Linked DNA regions of Mus musculus: regions 1 and 3 are each linked to region 2. Evidence: chromatin contacts called from public HiChIP or PLAC-seq data. All regions are on one chromosome and are shown on one strand. Each heading gives the region's core, a stretch centred on a gene start, on an enhancer-like site or on the middle of the called end of the contact. The rest is flanking DNA. Distances are from core to core; before and after follow the strand shown.

Evidence for each region. HiChIP or PLAC-seq counts read pairs in DNA pulled down with a chosen protein or histone mark.
Region 1: an H3K4me3 HiChIP or PLAC-seq map of embryonic forebrain shows a contact between it and region 2, with 4 times the contacts expected there. The contact joins two enhancer-like sites. A contact is called at or near these places in 6 of 484 Hi-C or Micro-C datasets (brain, cortical glia, cortical neurons and 3 more) and 8 of 115 datasets of contacts at active chromatin or transcription factors (astrocytes, craniofacial prominence, embryonic basal ganglia and 5 more).
Region 3: an H3K4me3 HiChIP or PLAC-seq map of embryonic basal ganglia shows a contact between it and region 2, with 2.1 times the contacts expected there. The contact joins two enhancer-like sites. A contact is called at or near these places in 4 of 484 Hi-C or Micro-C datasets (cerebellar granule neurons, cerebellum, embryonic fibroblasts and 1 more) and 7 of 115 datasets of contacts at active chromatin or transcription factors (craniofacial prominence, embryonic basal ganglia, embryonic limb bud and 4 more).

What each region holds. Positions count from the first base shown.
Region 1 is chr9:41,695,827-41,699,079 of GRCm38.p6, forward strand. The region is part of intron 2 of Gm35835 (a long non-coding RNA gene); the gene reads right to left. Among named protein-coding and RNA genes, the nearest start is that of Gm35835, 40 kb to the right of the region's middle. Within about 2 kb of position 1,490, at least 52 of the 459 cell types and tissues checked have an H3K27ac peak or open chromatin away from gene starts, as enhancers often do. A contact at or near this core is called in brain, cortical glia, cortical neurons and 5 more, where this site is marked.
Region 2 is chr9:41,934,391-41,937,998 of GRCm38.p6, forward strand. No RefSeq gene overlaps it. Among named protein-coding and RNA genes, the nearest start is that of Gm36227, 17 kb to the left of the region's middle. Within about 2 kb of position 1,506, at least 142 of the 459 cell types and tissues checked have an H3K27ac peak or open chromatin away from gene starts, as enhancers often do. A contact at or near this core is called in brain, cortical glia, cortical neurons and 9 more, where this site is marked.
Region 3 is chr9:41,764,525-41,768,325 of GRCm38.p6, forward strand. Gm46143 (a long non-coding RNA gene) reads left to right here. Exons shown (of 2, transcript XR_001779341.1): 2 at 1-621. Among named protein-coding and RNA genes, the nearest start is that of Gm46143, 6.1 kb to the left of the region's middle. Within about 2 kb of position 2,172, at least 95 of the 459 cell types and tissues checked have an H3K27ac peak or open chromatin away from gene starts, as enhancers often do. A contact at or near this core is called in craniofacial prominence, embryonic basal ganglia, embryonic limb bud and 2 more, where this site is marked.

The DNA.
Region 1 (3,253 bases), core at 240-2,739, 240 kb before region 2:
TAGGGTTCTTAATCAGCCTATGCGCAATCTGCAACGCAGTCTATGGAGATCAACTCATTGCAATCTTCCAATTCTTCATCATGGCACACCTCTCCACTGGAAAGAGGGTTTGTGGTTCTTGTTGGTAAGATGTAATCCCTTCACTCCATTTTTGTCAAAGCATTAGTCTTTTAGTGTTTTTACTGTTATTCACTTCCTTTAGTACTGTTTTAAAAATATGTATTACATGGGTTCTTGTGTGTAGATGCCTATGGAGTTCAGAAGAGGACATCAGATGTCCCAGGACTAGAGTTCCAGATGGTTGTGAGCCACCATGCCGGTGGTAGAAACCATGTGGTACAAGTGCTCTTAACCACTGAGCCCCACTTTTTTTTAATTAGGTATATCCTTCATTTACATTTCCAATGCTATCCCAAAAGTCCCCCATAGCCCCCCACTCAACTACCCACCCACTCCCACTTCTTGGCCCTGGCATTCACCTGTACTGAGGCATATAAAGTTTGCACGACTAATGGGCCTCTCTTTCCACTGATGGCCGACTAGGCCATCTTCTGATACATATGCAGCTAGAGACAAGAGCTCCGGGGGTACTGGTTAGTTCATATTGTTGTTCCACCTATAGGGTTGCAGATACCTTTAGCTCCTGGGTACTTTCTCTAGCTCCTCCACTGGGGGCCCTGTGATCCATCCAATAGCTGACTGTGAGCATCCACTTCTGTGTTTGCTAGGCCCTGGCATAGCCTCACAAGAGACTGAGCCCCACTTTTAAACCCCAGCTCACACTTTCTTTTGAGGGAATGACAGTTTATTTAAGGTTACAGTGTAGAGAATCTAGTGTAGGGGATGCATGATATTGGAAGCACAAGGTGTCTGCTCACATTGGGCCCACTGGAAGGTAGCAGAAACTTACTTGTTCTTACATACTTTTGAATCAGTTTACTTCTCTTGGGTATGTTGTGATTATTTTTTTTCTTCACAGCTCCTAGCCCTCTGACCTTTAACCCACAGTCCTTGTCCCTGTATCTCTGATGACTTGGCAGTTACATGTTTCTTTGATTTGAGTATGAAAGTATTTTTTGTGATAGATGAGGCTGGGAACTTTGTTAGTAATGAGGCTGGGGCTACCACCCAACTCTATTCAGGGCAAAGTCTGTTACTGAAAGGAACAAATATTAGGGTAATTATTAGGAACCCCTACTCTTTCATATTTATGTAATAGCCTCCATTTTTTGCTAGCACTGTATTACAGTAGCCTCACTTATGTTGGTTGTGAAGTCTTTTGAAACAAGAAGCTCAGGACAGAACACATTAAAACCCACCCAACAAACTCCATCACTGTTAACTCCTGAGGAAACTGCTTTCTGTTGGGAAAGACCTTGCACACAGAGCATTTTCTGCTCTGCTGTTTTTCTTTCTTTTCTCCTTCCCTGATCTCCTGCCACCTTCCTAATATATTCAGGTCACACCAAGACCCTGAACAATGACTGCTTACAAAAAGCAGTTGGAAGCCTTGACTAGGAAGATAAGACAAGGCAGGAGACATGGAGTGAGAGCAGGGTAGGAGTAAGGCCAACTCAGGGGTCCTAGGAGCTGGATGTTAAAAGAAACCCAGAGATCCAGAAACAAGACAACAACAACAACAGAGTTTATGGGAACTCCATGTTAGGGAGGAAGTCAAGAATGTAGCCTGGTAGCTACAGTATCAACTCCAGGGCCCTGTGAGTGAGTGCTTGGGTCAGTTGGTTCTGAATTTCAGAGAAAATCTAGACTGCTATGTATGGATGCAGGGCCACCATTTGGTACAATTCTTAGGAGCATCTGTGTGTGTGTGTGTGTGTGTGTGTGTGTGTGTGTACATACTATTATGAAGTCTAGGTTCGTAATATTAGTAAGTTGATTTGAGCCTTTAAAATGTTAAAGATAAAAGACAGAGAGATTTCTGCTAGGAACTCTTGCTGGCTGCGGAACATGCTAAGTGAACAGTGTCGAAACATACACTAAGCTTTGTCCTCCTGGAGCGATGTCGTATTAGTGGCCATCAAAGCAGCGAGCTGACAGGCCTAACTTTCCCGTGGAGATGTTGTGAAAGGGGCGATTTGGGAAATGAGTGGGCTCGCTGGCCCCCATCAGTGTTCAATGTGCTACCCGGGAGCCAAAGCACCAGCCGTCGTAATTGCTGCATTTGTTTAGGGAGGTGCGTTCCCAGGCAGCGGAGCCTCATTTCAGCGCACATGCCTCTAATTTGATGTTTTTAAATTCAGCTCCAAGACTGTCGTCAGGCGCTTGTCCCCCTCTTTCCTTTAACACTGACCACCTTGTTCCCCTTTCTCCCATGAACAGAGGCAAGCAGTGTGTATTGAAAGCCAACAGCCTTTGTGTGGCTTGAGAAATCTGAGGCTGACATCTCCAGGCCCTTTTTGTCTCTCTCGCCTCTCTCGGGCCTGTGACCTGCCAACCGGGTTTGGCTCTCCCAGGCTTTCGTCATGTTGCATATCGATTGCTTTCCTTTCCTTTATTTGTAAGATGCTAAACGACAGACCCTGCTGCACAGTGACAGTGGCTTTGGGCTGTGAGTAGGTCAGCCAACATCCCTAGGTGCTCAGGTTCAGTGACACTTCGCTGGCTTAGCTGCTGTGACATCAGCAGCTCCTAAAGGACCCGATTGATTTCTTCCAGATTGCTGTTCTAAACTCTCAGATTCTTCTGGGATTTCACTCTGCCTTTTTGAATGTGTTCTCTCTCTCTCTCTCTCTCTCTCTCTCTCTCTCTCTCTCTCTCTCTCTCTCTCTCTCTCTCTCTCTGTCTTTCTCTCTGCTTCTTTCCTTTCTTAGACCTTGTGATCCTTAGGTACTGGGCTTACTAATTACCCCCAATGCTGGCACCTGACAGCAGGTGGTCACCATTCTGTTAATTATGTCCCGGGGCTTAGAGAGGCTCTTCTAATGACATCTAATCATCTACCTTCGACTATTGGGCTGAGAGCAGGTTGCAGGCACACTCTCTTTCCCTGAGCTCTTTGAATTTATTCTTACGGTCTAGCACCATGCCTGAGAGGTAGATGATAGACTTGCCGAGCACCAGGTTCCTTCTCTTGTGGCTGGGGAGTAATCATGGCCTAAATGCAGGGAACTGGATCGACACAGAGTTGATTTACTAGTCAAACAAGCCAGCTTCAGAAAGTGTAAGCCAGAGATCGGCAAAAGATTAAGACTCTAGTCCCCCTCAATCCACAGGGTCATTTAGCACAGATCTG
Region 2 (3,608 bases), core at 256-2,755:
GAGGAGGAAGCGGGGCCCAGAACAGAGCCCAGGGGGAAACCAACTTTTAAAATCTCAATTTCTCTGTCTCTGTCTGATTCTGCCTCTCTCTGTCTCTCCGTGTGTGTGTGTGTGTGTGTGTGTGTGTGTGTGTGTGTGTGTGTGTGTGTGTATGTGTGTGCATAATGTCATTTTGGTGTGTGTGTTCATGTGTTAGAATGCAGGCACACTTGTGGAGTTAAAGGAAAACCTTGCGTTGTTAGTTTGTTTGGGACAGGGTCATTTGCTCGATGCTCTGTGTGACAGGGCTCATGAGCTTTCCCGGGAATTCTTCTATCTCAGATCCTCATCTTGCAGTGGGGGCACTGAGGTCAGACACATACCCACTGAGCCATCACTCCTGCTCAGAAAACCAACTCTTAAAGCCTAGCCAGAAGAATCCTGTCCCAGGAAGGACAATAAGGACAAGGAACCAGGCTGGGGGGGAGGGGGGAGGGGGGATTCAGAAACAAGTTATACTACAGAGGCCCCGGGTGGTGTGGGGACATAAACCTTCGAGGTAGGAATATCACCCCAACCCAGGGTTGCTGCCCAGTACCAAGGAGGGTATCATGCTGGCACTGGCATGACTGAGTTCTGTGGAAGCCATACCCCACCCCACCCCTGCATACCTGCAACACCTCCCTCTGTCACTAACAATGACATTGGGGAGGAGACAGGATCCCACAGCTTTAGACCTCCCTGCCCAAGAAAGATGCAACAGAAGACCCCGCTGTGGGGCTCCTTCCCCTGGTGACTTTTTCACTGAGCTGAACGACCACCTGTTTCTCCCAAATATCAGAGCATCATCCAAATTCTCTGCACTGTGCGCTGGGATGCTTTCGAGCCTGGGTCTCTTTCTTGGATCCCAGGAAAACAGGCTGAAACCCTGGTAGGTAGATAAAAAGACACGGATTGCCTAGAGCCCCTCAGGCCACTCGGTGATTCCTCCCGCACCCGCCATGGCAGCAGTTGAGCAAGAACATTAGTGTAACCTGTGTGGGGGAGTGACTATGAGCTTACCGACTCTACCTCCTTCCGAAGAGCAAGCTCCCACAAACCCTTTTCCCTCCTCCACCTAGTCCCTTCGCTGGCATGGTTCTCTTTCCTACGCAGAATTTATGCAGTTACTCGCTTTCACAAGCACCCAGGCAGGCTGTCTGGAGGCACCACCTGCTGCCAAGGCTATGGCTGAGGAGATCAGCAAACACTATCAGGGAGCCAGGCACCCAGTGGACCTATTTTCTGCTCCTTCAGCCAAGCACCCCCTGTAGCCGACTCCTGGGGCCCTTGCCAGATCCTGCCACGCATAGATCCTGCAGGGGAGAGCAAGAGACTGAGCACAGGGTCTTCCCTGGCTGCGCCCCTGCACGTGCACGCGGGCAGGTGTCCCTCCCCTCCCCCTTCGATTCCTGCGCAGGGCTGTGGTCCTTTGTGTCTGAGTCTCCTCGCGCGCGTCTGCTCTAGACTGGGTGGGGTGGGGGAAGCCGGAAGCGGCGTCTGGGACTTGAAAAATGCCTAGAAGGGTGGACCTTTCCATTCACAGCCCCGACCCCCTCCAGGGCCTCCATCCCCCTCCCCCATCATCCTCCTGCAAGCCCACACCACATCACCTCACCTCTCTTTCTCAGTTTCCTCTCCCCCACCCCCCGCCCCCGCCCAGGTCATCTGGATGTCATTGTCCCTGTGGTGGTTCCCCAGCTACGAGTTTGCATTCGCTGCCCCCACGTGTACGGAACTAAACGCACTAAAGCACCCCCACTCTGCATACCCTATACAACTTCACTTCCGGGGAAGACTCTCCAGGTACCTCATTCCCTGGCTCCATGATCCTCATAAAGAATGGCTTCTTTATCCCCAAAGAGTAATGAAAGGGGCCTAGGGGATATTTAACAAGAGCAGGGGGCACCGCCAGGAAGGGGACTACGTTTTTTTTGTGTTGAACAGTGGGTGGATGTGCTGCCTTGTGAGGCTTGGGCCAATTTCGTCCTTTCCTTAAGAATATAGGAGAGCAGTCTAATTCCCCTCCGCTCCTCTAAACGCAGACTTGGGAGGGGTGTGTGTGGACGGCTATACAGTGAACCCCATTAAAATGTTTTCCTTTTATTTAGCTTCAAAAGCTGTTACTTCATTCGATAACAGCATATATATATATATATATATATATATATATATATATATATATATGTATGTATGTATGCTGAAAAAGATCAGCAAAAACCTAGGACATTGTTGCTTTAAGAATCTAGACGAAAACACCTTAAATGAACTCTGCAGCAGACAGTTGAAGGGGGAAAAAAAAAAGCCCTTCTCTGGCCCTTGCTGCTTTTTGCCATTATTCATGATGTAATTTTTCAGGTGTTAGTTTGGCAGAGAAAGATTGGAACTGGGCTTGTTGCTAGGACATGAATGAAGAAGAGGAATCTCATTGGTTCCCCAGTACTTGTCTGGAGCCAATGAGATGGAAGGGGATGGAGTTGGGAGGGAGGCCACCAGGAAAAAAAAACAGAGAGAGAGAGAGAGAGAGAGAGAGAGAGAGAGAGAGAGAGAGAGAGAGAGAGGGAGGGAGGGAGGGAGGGAGGGAGGGAGGGAGGGAGGGAGGGAGGGAGGGAGGGAGGGAGGGAGGGAGAGAGAGAGAGAGAGAGAGAGAGAGAGAGAGAGAGAGAGAGGGAGGGAGGGAGGGAGGGAGGGAGGGAGGGAGAGAGAGAGAGAGAGAGAGAGGGAGGGAGGGAGGGAGGGAGGGAGAGAGAGAGAGAGAGAGAGAGAGAGAGAGAGAGAGGAGAGAGAGAGAGAGAGAGAGAGAGAGAGAGAGAGAGAGAGAGAGAGAGAGAGAGAGAGAGAGAACACTTCGGCCAGACTATTAATGCTTTGCTATGTTAAAATGAAGTGGAATACTGTGAAGGTGGGGTATTTTAGAGTATCTTAGGGTGTGGATGGTCAGTGGTGCCCAATGGACCAAGGCTGAAAAAATAAGCATTTAAGAGGCAGCTTTGTGTCGACTACCCTGGGTTTTTCTAATAATTCATTGTCATTGCCAGTCTGGAGCAAGATGCAAGCAAGGCCTCCTATGTTTAACACCCTTAACCCGCTGCCACACACCGTCTGGGGTCTGCAATGATGCTAAAGCTGGAGGCAGGAATGCTGGTGCACAGGCGCTGGGATTTTTCCTCTAGTCTTGACTAAGTGAACCCCAAATAACCTTCTGCTGTGTAAGTGAACCGGCTCTTGGTGTGAACTGGGACTCAACATGTTATCTGCCCAAGGCATTGGAACAGGCTCCCATCACACATTGCCATGGGCATCTCAGTGGGTAACAAGATCTGGCCCAGCCAAACCCCCAGTTCCAATGCCTTCCACATGGCCGAACACTGCAGCAAAGAATGTCACTGGGTTTCCTGACCAGCGGTATAAAATGGTCACCCACTTAAGCATTTTGAGCCCCAGGCTCCTGGCTAGCACAGTAAGTGACTCTGGGTGCCAATCATGCCTGGTTGCTTGATTTTGAGCAGTTCTTTGCAAGTAGGGAGGAAGAGGTGTACTGAGCCTGCAAGGCCCCGTCTTTTCCTCCGGGAGTTCTACAGGGCCTAACA
Region 3 (3,801 bases), core at 922-3,421, 170 kb before region 2:
GCACAGAGCACGGCACCCGGGGAGAGGAGATGATTTGAACACAGATGGAATGTTCCCACTCCAATTGGTGGCAATTTTGCTTTGGATGAGCTGTTGATAACAGAGCCTAGTGGGAAAAGAACCAGCAGATAGAGACAGTGGTCAAACCAACACTTGGCTCCTTGATGAAGAGAAAAGGCAAGAGGTCTCCCAAATCTTAAAGTATTGGGAGTTCAACCTCTCTTCCCACCCCTTCCCTTGGAAGGAGTGGGGATGGCAGGTCATGGTGGAGGTTCTGAAGATGCTAATTTAAAAGTCACATAGAGCTTGTGGTCATTTGCCCAGGAAATGATCTCCGCAGGCTCAAGAATTCGAGCATTTACTGCCCAGTTGGTGGCACTGCTTGGGGAGGTTATAGAACCTTTGGAGGTGGCACTGACTTGAGGAAGATCACTGGAGGAGATGGGGTGCTTTAAGAGTTTTATAGCTTTGCCCAAGTTCTGCTTCATTCTCTACTTTGGGTTTGGTCTTTGCAGGAGTGATCTCTGGACTTGCTGCTCCCGTTGTCAGCTTCCATGCCTCCCCCACCATTATGGACTCCCCCTCTGAAACTGTAGTCAAAATAAACTCTATCTTTCATAAGTCCCTTTTGGTCGTGGTGTTTTATTACAGCAACATCAACAACAGGCCTCACACACAAATTACACGCAAATGACTGCATGTCTAGACATGGTTGCTGTCCCAAATATATCTATATCTAAACACACACACACAGAGACAGACACACATACACACACAAACACACACATACCATACACACAACCACACACACACACACATATATATATATGGGTATATCTCCAACTGTTTTTTGAATCTAAAATCTAAAGCACTTTTAGTTTCATTTGCTGTAAACAAACAAACAAACAAAACAAAAAACAAAAACAAAAACAAAAACCAGATTCTTGGCCTCTAGTTCGAGCATGCTGTTCATAGATCCAAAGGCCCAGGAAATACTCCAAAGATCTCTTGGGAAGAAATCAGCAAATGGTACAGTTCCATGAAATAAACCCACAGTTAAATAGTCTTGACCTTGAAGTAGATAAAGATCAAGCCTCGAAAACACAGTGTTTGAGCTTGAACCGAGGCATCGGCACTTTGTTCTTAGCAGGCCAGGACCAAGTGTGTCTGTAGGATGCTAAGAGGATTGAAAACACTTGGATGAGTGAGGTCATTTGTGAGAGATTGTGTGGGGCTGGAAATTCCGCCAAGGTGCTCACCACAATGTTTGTAGAAAGCCACACCCTTTACCATTGGGTTGACGACTTCCACAATTCTAAAGGTTAACGATTTTGTGGATCCAGGCCTCGCCAATACTGTACCTCTCAAAAGCTTCATTTATCTTTCATCTGGGGGATTTACCAGTGACTTTTACCTGCACGTATTCTGTTGGCAGGAGTAAGACAATGAAGTACAAGGTTTTGCATATCCTTAACTCACAAAGCCAATAAGGATGCATTTGCTGTGGAGGAGCAGACAGAATTCTGGGGAATGTAGTCACAAAGAAAAACCCACAGTAAGTGCTGCTTGCTCACAGAGGGAAGGCAGTTCAGGTGACATTTCGTGGTGTATTCCACGGTCTGTTTGGACACCTGAAGCTTTAATTGAGGTTGGTCTCTTGCTTCAGGGAACCCCATTTCCTGAACACACTGGAGGCTACACACTCAGTACAGTTAAGTGATGCTGATAAAGAGCTGAAGCAGATGTTTGGGGAGGGAGGGGAGAAGCATGGTGTGGTCAGTTATCAGAGCAGGTGAGGCTTGTGGTGCTCTGTGGGAGCACTGAAGAGTTCTCTATTATGAAAGGTGAGGGGAGAGAAGAAGCAGACCCTGTTTCTCAATACTGACAACTCCTTGCTCTCAAAGGAACAAATCCATCTTTCTGCCTCTTGGCAGCACAGCACTCACATAGATGGATTGGGGGAGCTTTTCCCCCTTCTTCTTTTTTCACTATTCCCAAAGAAAGGCATTCAAGCCTTTCTTAACCTTACATTCCAACCTCTCGTGGTGCCTATACTCAGGAAATACTTCTTCAGGTTTAACTAAATCCCTCTCTGCAATGTGAGACCATTGCTATCCTCCAAGGACTCACAGAACAGCTGCCTGGCACCTGGCCAGTCACACCATTCCACGTTTCCATTGTTCAGGGGAGGAACAGCTCGAGGCTTTTGCTGATTGGCTCTCACCACCCAGCAGGAACTCAGGCCAGAACACCAGGCTGTGCTGAGGCTGCTTTGCTGGGACATGAAGTACTAGTCTCCCAGGACACCATTCTCCCAGGCTCAGAAATCAGCACACGTGACTTAACACTTCCTGAGAGTGACATGCTCTGTGAGGGGGTTTGAAAGGTGGCTGGGAATGTCTCTATAGTGCCTCACCTAGCAAGTTTAATAGGTGTTATATCTATTGTGTGTGGAGAAAGAAAAAAAAAAAGCAAAAAACATTTCAGGTAGCCCAGGCTGGCTCAAAGTTGCTATGTTGCCAAGGAAGGTCCTGAATACTTCCTTCTCCTGCATCTGCCTTGAAAGTACTGGTGCTCTTAGGCATGTGTCACTATGGTAAGCTTTATAGCTCTCTCTCTCTCTCTCTTTCTCTCTCTCTCTCTCTCTCTCTCTCTCTCTCTCTCTCTCTCTCTCAATCAAGTAAAGAAAAGTAGGCTCAGTCAAAGGCCACACAGATAAGAAATGAAGCCCCGAGTGGACTCTCATATTGTGAGCATTCAGGTTTGGTGTCCCTTCCGATGTATGAGAGTGCTTCCCAGGGATCACTAGAGCACACAGAGCACACGTGTTCTGTCCTTGCAGACTTCAGGGTAACAAACAGCAGAGACCAGTGCATGAGAAAAGGAGCACAAGAGCTCACTGACAACTCCAGACAAGATGAGTTGTTGGTCACTATAAACTATGAACCAAGTTAGAGGATTTGCTTAGAGAGGCAAGAAGAAGCCAATGCAGGTGATGGGAGGTTTTGGGAGACAGAACTGCTGCTGCTTAGCCAGACTGGGGCTTAAAGCTGGTCAACCCTGGGCAGGCTCAGACCCAGTGAGCTTCAGTTTTATCCTTCAGGAAGCATAAGAAGAACACGTTCACAAGCTCGTTGTTTAAAGTAGATGAGGTAAGTAATAGTTAACGAGCAGCCAGGTCTGAGAAGCTAAATAAAGGTCGAAACGAGTCATGTTCTGGGATGAGCAGAGCAAAGAGAGGTTAAGTTAGGAAAGGTTTGATGAAAGAAGAAGAAAGATGGAAACTCAGGGAAGAAGACAAAGAAAGCTGCCCTTCTTAGCCCCTCTCCCCACTTCCCATGGGGATGCCATGTTAGCCTTTGAATGTGAGGACCTACACTGTCTGTCTCTGTAAACCATGGTGGGTTGTATTCCTGTAACAACCAGTCACAGGAGAGACCATAGGTGAGAGATTTATATGATATCCAAGGAGATGCATTAAAGCAGAAAATACCCTAGAGTGAAGGGTCATTTTGCTGTAATGCCATTAAAACTTGAGTGTGCTATGCAATTCAACAATTATCAGCGTGGATAACGTCTGGAAATGTTAAATCTAATGATTTGACTTGCTTGCCATGAGCCTGCTCCTTCTGATTTTGATGGGAGAAGTGACCTTTCCTAGGATCCACAAATGATTGGAAATGGAGCGGTTGCAATTCTTGGACCCTTTCTATTGACTGATTAAGTAAATCATCAACTAAATGGAAATCCAATTTGAAAGGCATAGATTTAAATGAATTAATAAGTGAACTGATAAGGCAA